Regions from separate parts of the Mus musculus genome. Here region 1 is linked to region 2. A link is a contact called in public Hi-C data. All regions are on one chromosome and are shown on one strand. Each heading gives the region's core, a stretch centred on a gene start, on an enhancer-like site or on the middle of the called end of the contact. The rest is flanking DNA. Distances are from core to core; before and after follow the strand shown. Region 1 holds the start of Prkag2 (protein kinase, AMP-activated, gamma 2 non-catalytic subunit). Region 2 overlaps Prkag2 (protein kinase, AMP-activated, gamma 2 non-catalytic subunit).

Region 1 (2,700 bases), core at 69-2,568, 150 kb after region 2:
ATGCTGCTCCCTCCGGCTGTTTAAGTCAATGTCACCAGAGTCCAACCAAGGTGGCAGGGTATTCTGGGCTGAAGTTAGCAATAGCCCTGTATAGTAAGCCGAGAAAACCTCAAGCCCCCAAATTCCACGAGGCACAAAATATTCCTGGAGTCAAACCACGGGAATCACTGCAAAGGGCTCCAGCCGCGACTCACATGCATCCTGAAATTGGTGTGGAGGGAGAGCTATTTGGGGGTGCTGCCTCACCGTGGCACCCCGCGATATTCCCACCCACCACTCCTTTCCTCAGTCCCCGGTGGCGGCGGCGGCTCCTCAACTCACGCTTCCCCGCACTTCACAAGAGGTCCTTTTCAACAAAACAACACAACTCACCACCCCCCTCCCCAGCACCCGCACCGGCCCGATCCAGGGCTACGCCCAGTCCGCCACCAGGCTTTGCGCACCCGGGAGCGCGCTTCTCGTACTCGCTTCCCAGCAGACACCCTTGCCTCTGTCCTAGACAATCCCATAGCTCCACTATAGTACGGACCAAGATCCAATCTCGGGCTCTGCGGCCCAGCTTGGGCCCTGCCCCTCCCCCTCCCCAGCCTCCCGAAGGGACAGGAGGGACAGGACGGCGCGCGCAGAGTGTCCCTTGTTAACCGCCTAGGCGCCGCGGGAGTCTGGAGCTCCAGGGATGGGACTCACCGGAATGTGCACTCGCAGTGACCGCCTCTTCAGGCTAGGGTTCTTTTTGCCACTGCTCCCGCCCGGGCTGGAAACCTCTTTCTTCTTCTTGGTGTCCATGGCTGCGCTTCCCATAACTTTAGCTAGAAGTTAATTCCGGTGCCTCGTCCCCGGGGTTCGGTCCCCTCGCTGCCTCCCAGGACTGCTGCCGTTACACTGGAGCCACGCGCTTTTTATGACTGTCCTCCCACCCTGAAAACACCTCGTGGGGACTTCCGCGGGGAGGGCGGGTGGCGCAGGTAACACGCGGGGCTCCACCCGAGGGGCTGGCAGTCCGCGGAATGCCGGGTTGGAGCGTCCTCTTTCTCCTACGGAATCATTGGGTGCAGAGTCTCGGCCCGTGCTACTTTTGGTTACGCGTGGCAGAAGTCTTGTGCTGGGTGATAAAGTTTTCCTCCTTCTGCAAAGCGAAGCAACATTTTCCACCTCTCGGCTCCTCCCACAAATTCCCAGAGGTAGTCGGCCAGGCAGGTGCAATTAACAACAGCAATTTGGAAAACAGCCTTCTCGTGTCTGTGCCTCGATGGAAACGGTGGCCAGAGACACTTGGTAGAGAAATGCATAACCCTGGGCCGCACAATAAAGCGACAGGGAGCCTGGGACCCGGAGGGCCTCCTCTTTGGGCGAGAGGGAGGGCAGAGGGGGAAGAGGAGGTGCAAAGGCGAAGACTCGTCGCAATTGGGCTGGCGCGTGGCCGCAGGAATAAACTGTGGCGGCGGCTGGCTGGGTTCTGCGGGCCGAAGGGCGCGCCCCAGCCCCTAGGGGAGAATAGGGCAGGGCGCCCGCCCCGGGCGGCCTCTGAGCCGCGGCCCCCGGGACCCGGGGAACTGTGGGGGCCGGGTCTGGCACCAACGTAGGCTCTGGGAGCGCTGGGCGGTGGCAGGCGGCGCGCGCGTTGAACAGGAAGTGCGCGGCGTGCGGCGCCACTGTCCCACTCCACGCGGCCCACGCTGCCCCCGGGTGGTCGCCGTGCACTCTCTGTCTCAAGGTAGGCCAGCTCCGGACTCGCCAGGAGCTGATTCTGATCCATCTGGTTTTGCTGTGTCTCTGTTTAGGTCCAGCCCCCGGAAACACACACCCGCAGCCCGACCACGCCACGATTGAAGCCCCGGGTCAAAGTGGTTCGGGTGACCGCACTCGCTTCTCGCAACGCCGCCCCCCTGCGGCGTAGGGAACCCCATCCTGTCCAGAGCGGCCTGTGGCGTGGTGAGTGCAGGCTTTTCTCCACAACTTGGTTCTTTTCAGATTCATCAAAGATTGCGCAACAAACCTTGATCTTTGGCAAAGGCGCTCTGGTCTCAGTAAATGCTGAAGTCCTAAAACCACGAGAGGAAATGGGTGCGTCGGAGCCTGAAACCAGGGCGAACACGCCACGTGCTCCCGGATCTTCAGAGCCACTGGCTGCAGATCTGGTACTGCGGGCTGCTCAGGGCCCTGGTGTTCCTCCCAGGCAGCAGGACCTTGGCTTCTGGTCTGAGTGAGGGGCGTGCTTCCTCTCCTGCTCAGAATTGAATACCGGCTGACCCCAGTGATCACTCCAGCTCTTTGAAGCTAACATCAGCCCACCTGCTCCCTGTAAACAGTAATACACGGACAGTACCTATAGCATAAACGTGATAGGGGTTCCTTTGACGAAGACATGACACGGGTAAGGAGATGGCCTTTACTCCTCTTCCTGCTCTCCCACCGTAGAGGATGTGGTTACCACTTTAAGACCATGATTTAGTAAAGGACCTGTCTGTCCCATGAGAAACCCATTGCTGGGTCCAGCAATCCCCTGGATTTCCACGGTACCAGCCAAGTTCCTGCAAATTAGGTAAAACCCTACAGCTGGGGGGAAGGGGGCGATCCTTGGTTCATCAGGTAAGTTTGTATACATCCTGCTACCACACTTTCAAAACAAGAATGAAGTACACCTCCTCCCCAGAGCCCCCAACCAGTATCCCTAAGCAGCTTCTGGAGAGTCCTCTGAAG
Region 2 (2,700 bases), core at 3-2,502:
AAGATGCAAAAATCATGTAAAATTCCATCTCAGCCATGTGAACTTTCTCAGGAGGAGGGTCTCCACAGCAACGCCTACAGGAACAGAGTCTGGAGGTGCCCAGTGCCTGGAAAGGGCAAGAAGAAGAGCTAAAGAACAGGGAAGGCTGTGCAGAGGGGGCCCAGCCTGGGACGCTCAGTGTTCTCCATACTGGGTGGCCTTGGGCAGGCAGCTTTCGATCCAAGTTGGCAGAAAGAGAGGGACAAAGATCAATTGTCACCACGTGGGTGCTGGCTTCTCAGTAATTAGGGATGGTTGTTAGGTTGGTGAGGACATTCCTAGGTGATTTTCGGTTTGAATATTGCTGTCACCATTAGTAAATCATGGGGCAAGGGCTTCCTGTCTCCATTCCCTTTACAACTCCCAGGTGTGGCACGTCCAGCCTTTTGATGTTGGGATGGGTGCTGTCATTTGCAAAGCTTATGCTCAATAACCACACCATCAAGCTACAAAATAAAATCGTAAAAGAATCTCACAGTGTTTTAGGTGAGTTTATGACCGTGCTAGCCCATGGCCATAGCTACCCTGGGGCGTGGGCTGTTTCCTGAGATTGTTACTGCTTTCTTTCTGGACAGGCTACAGTTTGGCTATCTACAAGAGCAAGTGCCGCCTCTGCACATCAGTAGCTCTCAGCCGCTGCTGGGGCCCAGCTTGGTAGAGCAGGAAGGGGAAGCCAGAGACCCACTCCAGGTATGGTGCGGGGAAACGAACAAAAGCAAAACCAGAAGCATACCCAGCCCCTCTGAGCCATCCTGTGTTGAATGCTTATGTACCCGAGGCAGGAGGGGCTCAGAGAGGAGCAGCCAGCCTATAGCCAGAGGTGGGCAGGTCCTCTGAGACACGGGGAGACTGGGCCTTTGACCTAGAGAGCAACACGGATGGTTTCCAGTGCAGGTGGCTTTCATACCAGGTGGGCAATGCCCATAGTAACCCCAGAAGGGACCCAGATGGTTCCCTTGTTAGGTCTCCTCTGAGAAGGCATCCCCCCACCCCCCGCTTCTGACGGGTTTTGCTGTGGGCAGTTGTCAGCTCTGAGGTTGAACAATGGCTTTGATTTTTTTCCCCCCTGACTGTTGCCAAGTACATGAATAAGCCTAGTGAGTGAACAGAAATGGACCCTGGCAGCCACACAGAATGCCAGGCAAGTGTCTCCAGACACCAGGGAGCCACGAGCAGGTGACTTTACAGGGCCTGGCTGGCCATGCTGGACCGTGGCTGTGAGAGGGAGAAGGCAGGACAGAGATGTCAGTGGAGAGAAGTGAGCACCGGCCTTCCAGGCTGCTGGGCAAGGCTGAAGAAGAGGCGTGGCTTCAGAAGCTCTGAGCTCTGGGCCTGGATTTACCCGCTAACTCATCAAAAATGCCCAACAACGCATGCACTGGATAGCCAGCAGGCGCCATTAATACAAATCCCAGAAGAGGGGCAGCCTGTCTGGAACCCAAGTCCACTCAGCCATCTCTGATCGCCTGACTCTGGCAGAAGGGTGACAGCTGAACTTTAATGGAGTCTACTTCCAGCCACCCTCGACCTGGGCTCCCTCTGCCATGGCACCGTGAGGGTAGCAGCAGCCTTCCCTCCTTAGCAGATAGGGGGACCTCAGCACACCCAACGCTTGGTACCCCTTAAGGCAGGGTCAGCCCAGATGCAGTTGGGAGGCCCTCCTAAGGGGTGCCAGGACAAGGTGACATCCCACCCACAGGAGTTTAAGAAGAGCCACAGGTCACAAGGATTGTTTCTAAGTCTGCATGTGCGGCTCAGTTGGTACAATGCTTTCTAACACGCACAAGGCACTGGTTTTTATCCCCAGCATCCTGTAAATCTGGGCAGGGTGGAGCAGGCATGAAATCTCAGCATGTGAGAGCTGGAGGCAATCAGAAGTTCAAGGTTGTCTTTAAATATGAAACCATGTTTGAGGGCAGGTTAAGATACATGAGACCCTATCTCAAAGACCAATTGCCAGGCAACCCCAAGCAATCTAAAATGAAAACAGAAGCCCAAGCCTACACAGCAGCTCGCCCAGTCCTACGTGTTAGCAAGCCCAGGCATTGGCTCGCCCAGTTACATTGTTCCCTGGGCATATTACACCAAGGTGACTTTTAGGCTAGTAGATCCTCTTTTCTCCAGCGGTATTTCCCATGTGCCAGTCTCCCACCCGTGACTTCTATCATTTTTCCCCCTTTCTCTCTAACCTACAATTTGAGTTGCTAGGTCACTCTTCTAGGCCACTTCTCCATCACCTGCCTCCGTGGGACGCATTCCAGAGGGATCTCAGTCCATTCCACCCGTCCTCATCCCTAGGTTCCAGACTCTGGGTAGAACCTGAGCCTGTGCCTGCTGCTGCCCTGTAAGTAAACACACTGGTTTCTGGACCCTTTACACTCTCTAAAAATACACCATTTACTTCAACATTATCTCTGTCATTTGCAAATGAATCAGTATTTCATAGTTCCTCAGTTTTAATTTCTAATACAATGGATAGAGATGCTTATGACCACATAACAACAGCTCCTTGGCATGCTCAGTCAGTTTTCAGAACTACAGATATTAACGTTTTCTTACTAATATATATTTAAAATAAAACAAAAAAGGAAAAGGAATAGAATGTATTTTTATGAGTTATAAATATCTTTAATACATGGGCCAAGAAATATATGCCAGATT

The links. A called contact is a pair of places that touch in the nucleus more often than the background predicts.
Region 1: a Hi-C map of liver shows a contact between it and region 2, with 3 times the contacts expected there. The contact joins the promoter of Prkag2 here to the enhancer-like site in region 2. A contact is called at or near these places in 3 of 484 Hi-C or Micro-C datasets (embryonic stem cells, liver and nephron progenitors), 1 of 115 datasets of contacts at active chromatin or transcription factors (hepatocytes) and 2 of 9 other capture datasets (adipose tissue and pancreatic islet).

Annotation. Positions count from the first base shown.
Region 1 is chr5:25,099,324-25,102,023 of GRCm38.p6, forward strand. It overlaps Prkag2 (protein kinase, AMP-activated, gamma 2 non-catalytic subunit), which reads right to left and starts at 1,319. Exons shown (of 16, transcript NM_145401.2): 1 at 688-1,319. The coding sequence starts at 801. It overlaps Gm42232 (a long non-coding RNA gene), which reads right to left and starts at 680. Exons shown (of 2, transcript XR_880887.2): 1 at 530-680. 2900005J15Rik (RIKEN cDNA 2900005J15 gene) reads left to right here and starts at 1,652. Exons shown (of 1, transcript NR_027851.1): 1 at 1,652-2,700.
Region 2 is chr5:24,952,194-24,954,893 of GRCm38.p6, forward strand. All of the region lies in intron 3 of Prkag2 (protein kinase, AMP-activated, gamma 2 non-catalytic subunit), which reads right to left. Among named protein-coding and RNA genes, the nearest start is that of 1500035N22Rik, 32 kb to the right of the region's middle. Within about 2 kb of position 1,253, at least 38 of the 459 cell types and tissues checked have an H3K27ac peak or open chromatin away from gene starts, as enhancers often do. A contact at or near this core is called in hepatocytes, liver and pancreatic islet, where this site is marked.